Linked DNA regions of Mus musculus: region 2 is linked to region 1. A link is a contact called in public HiChIP or PLAC-seq data. All regions are on one chromosome and are shown on one strand. Each heading gives the region's core, a stretch centred on a gene start, on an enhancer-like site or on the middle of the called end of the contact. The rest is flanking DNA. Distances are from core to core; before and after follow the strand shown.

Region 1 (6,452 bases), core at 1,035-3,534:
GGTGCCAAAGAGCTCCATAAGAAACAGGACCGGACTCTGGAAGCAGAGGTGATGATCGTGCTTAAATTATACCTACTCTGATCTATGTGATTTAGCAACAAGTGCAGCAGAGTCCTCCCTGCCCTAGATTCCCCACTACCACTAAGAGGTTCTTCACAGGCATCAGCTTGAAGTCATGCCAGGTGAAATGCTTGACTCAGACTCTTGTCTGTTATCCGATTCTACTCAGGGAATTCAGATGGACACATGGAGACTCGCTGTACTCAGAAAATAAACACAGAACAGCCACACACGCTGAAGCAAGCAGCGAGGTCTTTGTCCCCCTGTGCTCTGCAGATGTGGCCTCTGAACAGCCCACGTTGCTCAGGGATGCAAATGTGTTCTCTCTGAGCAAGGAGCCCTGCATCCCTGACACTAATGCAACCTTCTACCCTTGCTCCTTGGTGACCCTAAGTTCCCCCAAAGTCCTACTAGCACTTTCTGTGCACTGCAGTCTGTGCACACAGCATCCTGTGTTGTGCCCTGTTGTCTCTTAGTCTGAGTCCCACACATTACTGTGAATCATCCCACAACATGCCCTTGGGAAATTTCATGGTCCCTTCTTGGGTTCCCAAGAAGGGCAAAGAGGCTTCTATCTGCAGGGGCACTCATTGAGTACAAATGCTTTGTTCCTCTATGGCCACATGAGCTCTGCTGAAGTGTAGTCAGGGGATGCTCGCATGGATATTAGCTCAGAGACTGAGGGCTGGTTTTATGAGGACTTGGAGCTGAAGCAGATAATTGGAAAAGACAACAAGGCAGTCTTTTTTTTTTTTTTTTAACACAAAGGCAATTTTATTCAAGTTTAAAAGAAAAACTGTGGGGCAGGCCAGCTGTAAAACACCCAGCTGTTGTCCTGGGTGAGCCACCTGCAGCCTCAGCTGTGAAATGGATAGTCTGGGCTAGAAAAACCATACCAGGTATCTCTGAGTCAGCCAGTCTCCCCTTCAAATGCTCTGTTTCTTATTGCTTCAGTTTAGTGGGGAAAACCACTTTATCCTCAGTTTCCCCACTGCACACTGCTCAGGTTATGACTTTGGTTTGGTTTAGTGTGTGTCGGGGAGAGGTGTATGTGTCTGTTCGTGTGAGTGTAGGCCTGTGTGTGTCGTGCATAGGTGATATGTATGCATGCACATGTGTGTAGAGACTGGAAACAACCTCAGCTGTCTTCCTCAATTTCTCCCTTGTTTTTTTCCACTTGCTTTTGTATTTCAAGATGAGGTCTCTTCCTGGGACTAGAGCCAATTTGGTGAGGCCAACTGGCCAGCAACCTCCAGGAATTTCCTGCCTCTGCTCCCCCAGGTCTCCGATTTTAAGTGTGTGCTATCACCATGTCTGGCTTTTTTTTTTTTTTTTTTTTAATGTATGTGTTGGGACTTGAACACAAGTTCCATCCTTGTGTTGCAAGGACTTTAATAATTCTGTGCTATCTCCCCAGGTCCTGCTCAGGTTGTGAGTTGAGACTGTGCAAGTCCCCAGGTACCTGGCACAGACTAATACCTGTATCTGGAGTTACCACACCTAAGATGGGAACCCAAGCTGCTGCCGGGCAGTGGTGGCACACACCTTTAATCCCAGCACTTGGGAGGCAGAGGCAGGTGGATTTCTGAGTTCTGAGTTCGAGGCCAGCCTGATCTACAGAGTTCTAGCACAGCCAGGGCTACACAGAGAAACCCTGTCTTGGAAAAAAAAAAAAAAAAAAAAAAAAAAAAAAAAAAAAAAGATGGGAACTCAGGACAATTCAGGCATCGACCCTGACAGCCCTGAGATAGGATTGGAGGGTGAGGACCCTAAACATCAGCAGCAGGGAGAAAGAGCACACGTACCATTTCCCATCTGACTAGAAGAGTGGGCCCACTTCACTCCGTGAGGCCCTGAGGTGGGACTTAGAGGATGGGTGGAGCTCTGGGCTTCCTGCCATCCTGAGCAATACACCATGGTTCCCAGGACACACAAGAGTACCCTGTGATGTGGGTAGATGCCCAGCAGAGATGGCTATCTTTTCTCTCCATCAAACTTCCTCTGGAGGTGAGCTACCAAGAGCCTCATGAGCTGTGCTACCCTTTCTGCATCCCATCTCTCTTCAGCGCAATGACCGTTATCACCATTACTATTACTTCTGGTAGGAGTCGGGGTAAGACAGCTGTACACTGGAACTGCGTCCTCCCTGAGGCATCCAGGTTGGGACAAGAGCCTGGAGCCGACCTTGGTGCACGGGGAGCCAAGCTGACACCCTCCCCACTCTGGACCATTCCACTGTGCTGCGCGTTGGGGGTGAGGTGCGCGGTGGTTGCGCCCGGCGCCGCCCCCGCCCCCGCCACCCGCGCCAAGCGCTCCCGCAGGATGGCGCGGGCCAAGCTGCCGCGCTCGCCGTCCGAGGGCAAGGCGGGTCCGGGGGACACCCCAGCCGGCGCTGCAGCCCCTGAGGAGCCACACGGGCTCAGCCCGCTACTGCCGGCCCGCGGCGGGGGCTCCGTGGGCAGCGACGTGGGCCAGAGGTAGGGACACTTGCGGGGACCAGGACCCCGCGGCTGCGCGGGAGGGGCTTCGCGTCGTTCGCATTTTGTTTAGCACTGGCTCTGCTCCCCCGCCTGGCGTTGCCTGTAGCCCTGGAGAGGGCGTCCTGGAGTCCCACCACCCCTTGCCTGAAGCCTGGCTTGGGGAGACTTAGACCCCGGGGCCCCTTGCTTAGTGGTTGAACCTAGGGCCTTGCAAATATGACCTGGGCTCTGAGTCAGGTGGCCCAGGGCCTTGCAAATATGACCTGGGCTCTGAGTCAGGTGGCCCTGGACCACAGTGCTCCAGGAAGCCCACTGGAGTGGGTTGAGGAGGGACACTAAGGAGAGGTAGGCACTTCAGAAGTGAGCAGCTGAGGCCCTGGCAGGCTAGATAGCAAACTGGCTGGCTGGGTTACAGTAAAGGTATGGGATTGCTGAGTACTAACTAGCATGGTGGGCAACCAGAATGCAGGAGGCCTTTGCAGAACGGAGCCCACCCTTTTCATCCTCCTGCAAGCTCCAGGCAGGATGTGGCTCCCCATTTCATGGATGAGGGCACTGAGGTCTTTGCAGCAGTGAATCCCTAGCCATCACCTGCTTGTGCCAAGAATCCTGCTGGCTGCTGTGGGGGGAAATGAATCAGACCTGGCCTGGTGTGGGCACATCGTGAGCTTGAAGCCTGTTCTGCTAGCCATTGGGGTAGGACTGAATGGGACCAGGCCAGTCAACTTCCTGAGCACTGGCTTTTAAGGGTGAACAAGAATTGGCAGGGCTTTCTGGACAGAGGGATGGTGAACCCCCTGGGTCAAGCCTGGTGGTTTGGCCATGGCTTGGCCCAACAGATGGCTGGCCTAAGGTGATCACAGCACCCCCTTCTTCCTTTACCTCCCCCATTTGCACCAGTCTCTTGGTTCTCACACAGGAAGGCTGCTGCTACGCTGTTTCCATTTACCAGAAATGGCTCTTGAGGGGCCTCCCATATCGGATGGGCAGCTCAGGCAGGAGGGTAGTTAGTGCTGCTCAGGGGCCTGGGGATGCATCCTTCTTGGCCTCTCCCTCCTAATGGACAGTTTGGTCCAGTGATCCCAGAAGCTCCCTCCCCTGCCAATCTGGCCCCATGAGAGATGGGCTGCAGGCAAGGCAGTTTTGCCCAGGCTACGCCTGAGCCCAGAGTACAACACGGCTGTGGCCACCTCTTCCAGGAAGCCCTCCCCCCACTTGCACCTCTGCATGTGGCTGCCCTTCATCCTGTAGACCACAGGCTGTGCTGCTGGCTCTTCAACAAGGATAGCCTCTCTCTCCTCTATGCAGGGTCCTTGCCAACCTCCTCTGCAAAGCAGAGAGAAGGAAGCTGCGTACCCAACCGGTCCCAGGCAGCACCTGGGCCTGCAGCTGGCATCTTAACACCTGCTGTGATGAGCAGTTGGGCGCCAAGGCAGGTCCCAGCTGGGGAGGATGAGGTGGAATGACTCGTTAGGAATTGGATTTGTTGAAGTTTCCAGGCAAGATTGTGGCCTGTGACTTGCCTTTGCCCCTGTTCTATGTCTGGACTGCTGGCCAGAAAAGTCAGAGACCTCTCCACTACTAGGAAGACAACAAGGTAGAAAAGTATCTTGATAGCCCCAACCATGTCCACATTGTGGTGTGACTGCCCACACAGTTCCTGAGACACTGCGTTTTTTTCAGAACTATAATAGGCTTGGACCCTCTCACCCCACCCAACCTGAACCCTCTTTCTCCATCTCCCACTGAGGCTTAGAATGGTTGAAAAATGTGAGCTGGGGAGAGGAGAATCTATTTCAAAGTTTGGGAACCTAGAAAGAGCTGGACCATTAGCCAACCTCTCAATGTGTCAGGTGCGAGGGCCCCTTCTAGCTCCTGGATCCACTTGACTTGGGCCCCTGGAAGTCCTTCCCACCTGTACTCCCTGTGGACTCCCCCTCAGCCCCATCTGCTTCCTTAGGGACTGGCTGAGCCAATGAGGGGTGTAAGAAAGTTGTATGCCCAAGAAGAAGGGGCTGGAAGGGTGGGGCCAAGCCTCTACGAGCTGTGCCCATGGGGCCAGGATTGGAGGACAACTGGAGAGGACAGAAGGCAGAAATGGTCCTAGAAGTTGTCCCTACTGGAATATATTGGGAATCTCTAGAGGCTCCAAATGACACTAGTGTATTTCATAGTCAGTAATAGGACCAAGAGAATAGATATCCTGGGGTGCTATGGTGGCTATGTTATGGGTAGGAAGCTACAAAAATACCCTGGGGACAGAATTTTGACAGCCTGGGCTCAAGGAGTCTCCATATCCCAGGAAGGGTGGGGAGAGGTTGATGTTCCCACAGACATTGTCATGGGGAGTTTTGTGACCAGGAATCATCTATCCGTTGACATCTCTGGGATCTTAATGTAAATGTGTAGAGGTGGGGGGAGCTGAGGATGCTGGGGTGGAGTTGAGGCAAAGCCTGATGGATGGGCAGAGGTTTGACTTGCTCTAGGCCCTCTTTCCATCATGATGCTGTGTCCTCACAGGGTCTCCACTGCAGCCACCCCTTTGAGCCTGGCATGGTGAAACTCTCAGTCTACTGGGGACAGAGCCCAGGGGTAGAGGCTGGGGCAAGAGCAACCTAGTGGCATCCCAGCCTGCTTCTGACCTGGCCAGTCTAGGATCAACTGTTAGCCTTATTTCTAAGCTGAGCCATCCCTACACTTGCACACCCAACATAGCTTTCCCAAATCCTGAGGAGTAAGGCCCCCACCTCCTGGCTTTGTGACCAACCCCTAGGGAGTATCTATGTCTTCAACCTTCTTACAGCCAACACATATCTGCCTGAACCTGTTCTCCAAGATCCCCTCTTTACACCCCCTGACATCACCTACTGCCTTACCATTCTCCACCTCAGTGGGGCCATAGCTTCACACTCTGTGGTACCAAGTTTCTCAGTAGCCAGCCAGACTCCCTGTCAGCACTCCCATTCCCAGGGTCTGTCCCTGACCATCATATGCCATAACCACCCCCCAAAGGCCAGGGCCTTCACAGAGCAGTTTCTCAGGCTCATAGATTGCCTTGATGTTCTCCCAAGAATTCTCCAGCCTGTCAGTCCAGTTGCAGGGGGCAGACTCCCCAGCCCCAGCTGCAGTCACCCCAGCATTCTTGCACTCATGAGAGGATCCCTTGGCTCTTCCTTGCTGGGACTTTCTTGTCCTCCATGTCTAGAACCTCGTGGTCCCCACAATACTCCAGGACCCTGGATCCTCCCCTGACCACCAGGTGGTTCCTCTGAACAGCTTCCATACAACAGCTGCATGGTACCTCACTCCCTGCTCTGACAGGTGGACACACCCAGGGACCACGAAGGGCTGCATACTGGAATAAGAAGCCAGATTCTGGCCTCACAGAGGTCCCAATGCAGGTTGTACAGGGTGCCCCCTGCGGTCTGCAGTGACCTTTGCTGAATCCTTGCTCCTTACCTGGAAGATCGTTGCTTTGAAAATTGAGAGAGGCTCCACTGAAGTCCTTGGTTGGAGGACTGACCCAAGACAGCATGCAGTCAACACTCAACACAGACTGCTACTGCAGAGTTCCTGACACTAGGCCCCTTCTTCATGGCAGGGTAGTCTAGGGAAACTCAAGGTTAGGTTGTCTGGAGTTGGCCAGGTCCACAACTCAGTCACCGGAGAATTATCAGCTCCAAGTAGAAAACCAAGGGGCAGGCTGTCCAAGGTTTCCTGTGCCCAAATGTACCCTGGACAGGAACTACTCAGCTGGCTTCAGCTTCCTCAGTTCTGGTGTCACTGTAAGGGTCACTGCTGGACACAGGGTCACAAAGATGCCTGAGGTAGGCTTAACCCTGAATGGGAGAGAGGCAGATCCTTGTCACTTGGCTAAAGGCAGGGTCCTGACCTCCCTGTGGTTGTCACTCC
Region 2 (6,452 bases), core at 2,277-4,776, 360 kb after region 1:
GAAGGAGGAACAGAGGGGAGGCATGAAGGCCTCACTACCGCTGGCAGCAGTGACAGAGCACTCACCTGTGTTTCTGCCTGTGGATAACACACTCTGTGCCTAGCCACCTGTCCAACATCTCCTACTCTCAATTCGCAATGTCCTCTAGAGGGACACAGGAAGTGAGCCAAAGGGGCTCTGGAATCACGTGGCCTGTCTGTCACCTGGTACCATTATTTGCAATATCAGAGACTAAACACCTCCTTGCCAGACAGCTCTGGACACATTCTAGATGCTGTGGTGAGTACCTGCCAGGTCTCCTTTCAAGTCCTTCACCAACAACTTTAGGGGCAACCACAGATGTGTTCTCTCTCCACGGAGGACTGAAGGGGAGAGAAAGAGCCCCGAGGTCACCAAGAGCTTAGGGGCACAGGCTTCAGGGCACACTCCTGTTCTCCTAGGTCTCTACAGAAATCCTTCAGTGCCCAGGAGAATAAGTGCAGGTGTCAACTGCCAACTCAGATTGTGCTAAACATGACAGTTTGAGATAACAGATTTCAACAGAGCAGGGTTTGTTCTGGGAAATACTTAAGATAAGAAAGGCCCAAGCCAGAGCCACATAAATATGAGAATGGCCTTTGGATCCACTGAACAGTAGATCTTTTGTTAGCCTATCTGTCATAAGGAAAACCGCTATTTCCCCGCAAAGTCAGAGAAGAGAAAAAAACTTCACCATACGTTTTTGAGGAAGTGGCAGGTGTCCTCAACCTAAGACACAAGATTGAGGACGCCCTCCCTCCAGACACAAGCTGGGGACCCCCACCCCCACCCCAACCCCCACGACCTTTTCCAGCTGCTCATTCAATTAGAAAAGATTGAGGAGCAGGAAGACAAGCATAAAGTACCTTCTAGCTAATTGTCAACCATGGCAACACAGCCAGTCCAACCAGAGACTAGGGTCGGGACTAGGAGAAGCCACTAGGTGCTATTTCATGGAGGCAGGAAGAAACTACTGGGGAGGACCCAATACAAGGCCTGCATGTCCAACTCACAGGTGACTGATTACCCCTAAGCACCCTCTGTCCTGTTAGATCACCCAGGCAGGAAGCCAGCAGGAAGCATAGCCAAGTGGAGGCCAGGCAGAAGGTCTAGTGCTTCCCATATTCTACACACAAGTCTACAAGGCAAGGCACGGAAGGTACTGAGGTCACTGTCACAGGAGGACTGGAGTGAGAGTCAGAAGCTTCCTGGGGAAGCTGTCCAACATGACAGGCATCACATGGGATGTCATCACTTCTGTAGGTGTTGTAAGGGATCCTGCAGTTAGGCAGGATCCCTTACAACAGGTGACCAGACACCTCCAGAAGTTAGGATCCACCCAGCAGCCTAGGCTGGGACTGATAACACTAGGGTTAGCACCTACCAAGTCCTCAGGTGACTTGCTTCAGGAGCCTCTGACATCCTGACTCAGGCAGTTCTGCCCTCAACATCCTGCACCCCTCTTCAGGCCCTCACCTGCCCCTGCCAGTCAGCTTTCACTTTCACCACACCTTGCCCCATCTTCTAGGCACCAGTCACTCTTTAAAGACAACTGCAGTTCACTAAGCCAACCACAGCATTAGCTGTGCATTTTTACTGTGGCACTTTTGGAACTGTTCTTCCTTTCAAATTCCGGGGACAACTGCAGCACTCTCTGTTGGTTTGGTTAATAGAAGAGCCAGCTTATAACACGTGATGTGGCTTGTACAAGTTAGCTACCAGATTGAAAGCCAGAACTGATATAAGCAAAAAAGCTGCCAACAAGTCTTGCCAGGGTCACCTGCAGGTCCACCAACAAGCATTAAGAAATGGAAAATCCTCTCCTCTATTGAGTGGCAAAAAATAAAAATAAAACCCCCACAAAAAACCAGTGTATAAACTGTCTTTTCACTGTCTTGTCTCACTTTTGGCTAGTGCTTGTCAAGGACTTAAGGAAACTGAGATGGCTCAAAGTTTAAAAGCACAGACTGCATCAGGGTGTTGTGGGTGCTCGCCTTTAATACCAGCCCTCAGAAGGCAGAAGCAAGCGGATCTTTCTGAGTTCAAGGCCAACCTGGTCTATAGAGTGAGTTCTAGGACAGCCAAGACTACACAGAGAATCCCTGGCTTGAAAAACTATAAATAAAGAGGCAAACAAAGAAAACCCCACACACTGCTCTTTCAGTCTGGAGTGTCATTCCCAGCTCCCTCCACCTCTGATTCCAGCTGCAGGGAATCCAAAACCTCTGCCTTCCAAGGGAAACTGCACTCACCTGCACACACCCACGCCCATGTAATTCAAAACAAATTAAGTATTAAGAAGAAAGAAAAAGAAAACTTACGACCCAAGAGAACAATGTCATTAGATTCTACATAAGGACCAAAGCAGAGGTCAATGGATTCAAGGCCAGCCTGGACAACGTCATGAAACTGTCTCAAAAAAATAAAAAAATATAAGTCAAAGTGCCCCAACAATGAGGAAAGAGAGGGTAAACATTTTAAAATAGTCATCTGCAATTGCGTACTTGGAAAAAGGGCTTCTTTGCAAATCTGTTTAAGAAGAACACAGCAGTGTTCAACATCAGACCTAAAACCAAAGGTGCAGGAAAAAGAGTAACAATTTGTTGTCTTGCCCTGAGAGATCTGTAATTAGAGGTTAGTTCAACAGTTGTAAGCCAGTGAAGCCAAATGTAAGCCAGTGCTGGGAAGGCCACTTAAATTCCATTTACAGGAGCTGCTCCAAGGGGTCTGAGTTCTACAAAGGTGAGTAACTAAACATATATGGGAAGATTTCCTGAAAGCTATGGCTAGTGACCCAGAAGCCCAGCAAGAAGACGCTTTGTAAACTTTCTGCTGTTGCAGAGCAGTCCCCAGAGTGGGTATCTAAGTTTCTCAGCCCAATGCCCACCATATGGTCGGCTACCTAGCAAACGAGGCTGAGGTTTGACAGGAATGGGGACCTTCCTGAGTGGAGAGGGTAGCCTCTGAAATGCAATTGCTGGGTATGGGGAAAGTCAAACTGATCGGGTAGTGGCTAGGATAAGTGGTTGGGGACATGTTGAAGTCGGTGTTCTGAGCTGGCGACCTCAGGAAAGCCATCGGCCCCATCTGTGGGGCTTCGCCCACGTAGCTGTTGCGTCGGAGGAACGTCCACCGGCGCGCGGGGCCCTCACCTCGCACGTCCGCCGCCAGCGCTCGCCAGGTGGGTGCGTAGCCGATGCAGTGGCCGCACCACGACGAGTGGAACTGCACCAGCCACGCGGCTGAGCTGTTGCCCGTGGCCGACCGCACGCTGCCGCTGTCCAGCAACCACACGGCGTCTGAGCCCTCGCGGTAGAGCCGCGCCCCGCCGCCCTCCCGGGGCCCCACTGCCGCCACCACCGCCAGCAGGAAGAGCAGCCGCGGCAGCCGCGCGGCTCGAAGAGACGGTGGCTGCCGCGCATAAGCTCCTGGATCCCGCGCCACAGCCCGGGCGGCAGCCATGTTGGGAGTGCCGCCGGCGCGTTGACCTTTCACCCTGGCAACCGGCGTCACGTGCTTGCGCGCGCCGGTCCCGCCCTAGGCACTAGCCCCGCCCCCGAATCCGCTAATCTTCCCAGGCACTACTCTTCGTTCTCGCCCCGCCCTCGTAATTTGACCCCCCTCCCCAGCACTGGTCATTCCAGGTCCCGCACAGCTCGCTTTTTTGCTCCGCCCCCGAACATTGTTCCCGCCCCAGAATGTAGGCCCCGCCTCATTCCTTAAGTCTGCTCCGCCCCTGTGCTCCTGGCCCCGCCCCTGCCTCTGGTCATTGGCCCTATCCCAATTAAAAAAAACTCTTAAAAATCTTAAAACCCGCAAGCAATTTTCACCTAGTGAAAGTCCTGGGCCTAAGTAGCCAGATTTAGCAAGGGGAAATAGCCCGTGCCATGTTGAATGTTGAGTAAACACCAGGCCAAGATTTTCAGTCTGAAATGCAGATTTAATAGGACAAAAACAGATCGAAAAAATATTTGCTATATGCCTGTATTTCTTATGTAGCATGAATCCTAGATTTTACATGCAACCTATGATTTTACCTGTCAACTTCAAACATCCACGATGATCCCTTGACCTTTTTATAACCCACATGATACAGTAGAACCACCTGGTAAAGTTGGCTGGCTTCCTGCTAAGATGGTAGAAAGGAGAGGTAGACCTGACTCTTCTTTTTTAGACAGGGTTCTAAGGCTGGCATGGAGTTCACTATGTGCCTGAATCTGTCCTCCTGCCTCCCTGGACTGGGATTACACATGTGCACCACCATGTCTGGCTTCTCCAATCACTCAGTCTACTTTCCTATGCTAATGTTCTGCTTTCTCCAAACACTAGAGAGAATATGTAATCTCTTCTACTTCCTGTTTGTCTACCTGATCTCTCACTGTACGGTTTTTCCTACTTCACTCCCTGTCAACTGGTCTCTTGTTCTTCCTCTTGACCTATTTAATATTGTTTACAATAAACCAGGCGTGGTGGCGCATACCTTTAATCCCACCACTTGGGAGGCAGAGGCAGGCAGATTTCTGAGTTCGAGGCCAGCCTGGTCTACAGAGTGAGTTCCAGGACATCCAGGGCTATACAGAGAAACCCTGTCTTGAAAAGCCTATCTATATCTATATCTATATCTATATCTATATCTATATCTATATCTAATCTATACTGTTTACAATAAACAGAAAGCTCATGGATTAAAGGTGTGTGCTAAGGGCTGAGCCACACCACAACTAGAAACCGGTTTTATTCTCAGTAAATAACACAGTCTTGGGGTTTACATTGTGATCAAATATCCTGCAACAGGGAGACATGGTTGGGAGACAAATACAGAGAAGCTATTTGATTTTTAATGGTCACCAGAGGATGAATAAGCAGGACAAGGGACCAGAGAGACTGGTAGGGAAACTGCCTGGGGGTAGGGTGGGGGGAGGCAGTCATGAGAGTAGGACTGGCTTCTTCTTCTTCTTCTTCTTCTTCTTCTTCTTCTTCTTCTTCTTCTTCTTCTTCTTCTTCTTCTTTGTCGTCGTCGTCGTCGTCGTTGTTTAAATTTTGAGACAGAGTTTCTCTGTGTAACCCTGGCTGTCCTGGAACTCACTCTGTAGACCAGGCTGGCCTCGAACTCAGAAATCCGCCTGCCTCTGCCTCCTGAGTGCTGGGATTAAAGGCGTGTGCCACCATGCCCAGCAGGACTGGCTTCTTGACCCTCAGTTTGTATGTGGAAAGGATCTGGACAAGGCCAGCCTGGGATGGGAGAGCTTGATCTTCAGGTCCCAACTCTACACAGAAGGCAAGAAAGTCTGAGGCAGGATGGATAAGGAAACTTCAGGGGATATGAGAGAGTCTGGAGATTGGCTGACGCTTGTCTCTAGCTGATAGTCAAGAATTCCAATGCAGTTAACATTTGCTGACACAGAGACAACATTTTAAAATAAGGATGTTAAAGTAGCAGCAAGCCATGTTTGTGTCTTTTCGATCTAAACCTGCAGGTTTCTAGGAATTTCACAAGGAACTCATTTACAGGAAAAGTAGTTCCTTAAACTCCTTGTGGCCCAAGGTTTTATTTTACCAGATTGTAATTCCATCCAGATGGCTTCAGAACCATCCTATAATCTCACTTATTGGAAAGGGGAAAAGAGGAAGAGGAAGGGAGAGTCCCTTAGATATCTGTTGAGCAAAAAACTCTGATAGCCTCTGAAATCCTATACATGGCTATTTCAAAGCCACTTAGATATGACTCTCCTTTGAGAAGTCAACACCCAGGATTGGGTGTGCCTTATTTTTTCCCTAAGCATCTCTCTATTAACTACTATGCTGAAGTTTTTGTTGCTTTCTTCCTAATGAACTCTGACTTCACTACCATCTGGCCCATCCTGAAATTCTTATCTGTGGCAAAGTCAAGGATCTGGTGTTACCTGGATGGGGATCTTTGAAAGTTGAGGAGACTCTGCAGGTTGCTGGGGACTACATGAGCTATGTCTACTGCTGAACTATGTCTCACTGATGACAAGTCCACTGTAGTCCCAGCCCATGCAGCCAGTCCTGGGGCAGGGCTCAGACAGCAGGCAAGATGAGAATACACTTTCCAGGGAGTTTATGGTTCCCAACCATTTGTAAGAGCCCCAGTGGCCTTTGTATATGTTTTATGAGAGTGGCTGTCATGGTAGAGCAGGAGAGCATGGGGCCCCAGGGACTTGGGAAATTCATGTGACAGTTTGGCATGTGGAAAGCTGAAAGCATGGTCTAAAGAGACTGGTTTGCAAAGCACTGACAGAGACAGATCACAGGAAAATCAAAAGTGTGCTTTAACTGAGAAATAACTATTTTCTATGAAAAATAATAACTTCTCCCGAGGCTCATGTCAAGATTTATTGGTCCAAGTAGTTATGAGGAATCAGAACCAGGGCAGGTACAGCCTGAGACCTTGGAGGGAGGGACCTGGGACT

What was found. HiChIP or PLAC-seq counts read pairs in DNA pulled down with a chosen protein or histone mark.
Region 2: an H3K27ac HiChIP or PLAC-seq map of embryonic stem cells shows a contact between it and region 1, with 5 read pairs. The contact joins the promoter of Qsox2 here to the promoter of Kcnt1 in region 1. A contact is called at or near these places in 1 of 39 promoter capture datasets (liver), 2 of 115 datasets of contacts at active chromatin or transcription factors (embryonic stem cells and large pre-B cells) and 3 of 9 other capture datasets (adipose tissue, embryonic stem cells and pancreatic islet).

Annotation. Positions count from the first base shown.
Region 1 is chr2:25,875,499-25,881,950 of GRCm38.p6, forward strand. It overlaps Kcnt1 (potassium channel, subfamily T, member 1), which reads left to right and starts at 2,285. Exons shown (of 31, transcript NM_001302351.1): 1 at 2,285-2,537. The coding sequence starts at 2,383.
Region 2 is chr2:26,233,873-26,240,324 of GRCm38.p6, forward strand. It overlaps Qsox2 (quiescin Q6 sulfhydryl oxidase 2), which reads right to left and starts at 3,527. Exons shown (of 12, transcript NM_001302956.1): 1 at 3,171-3,527. The coding sequence starts at 3,480.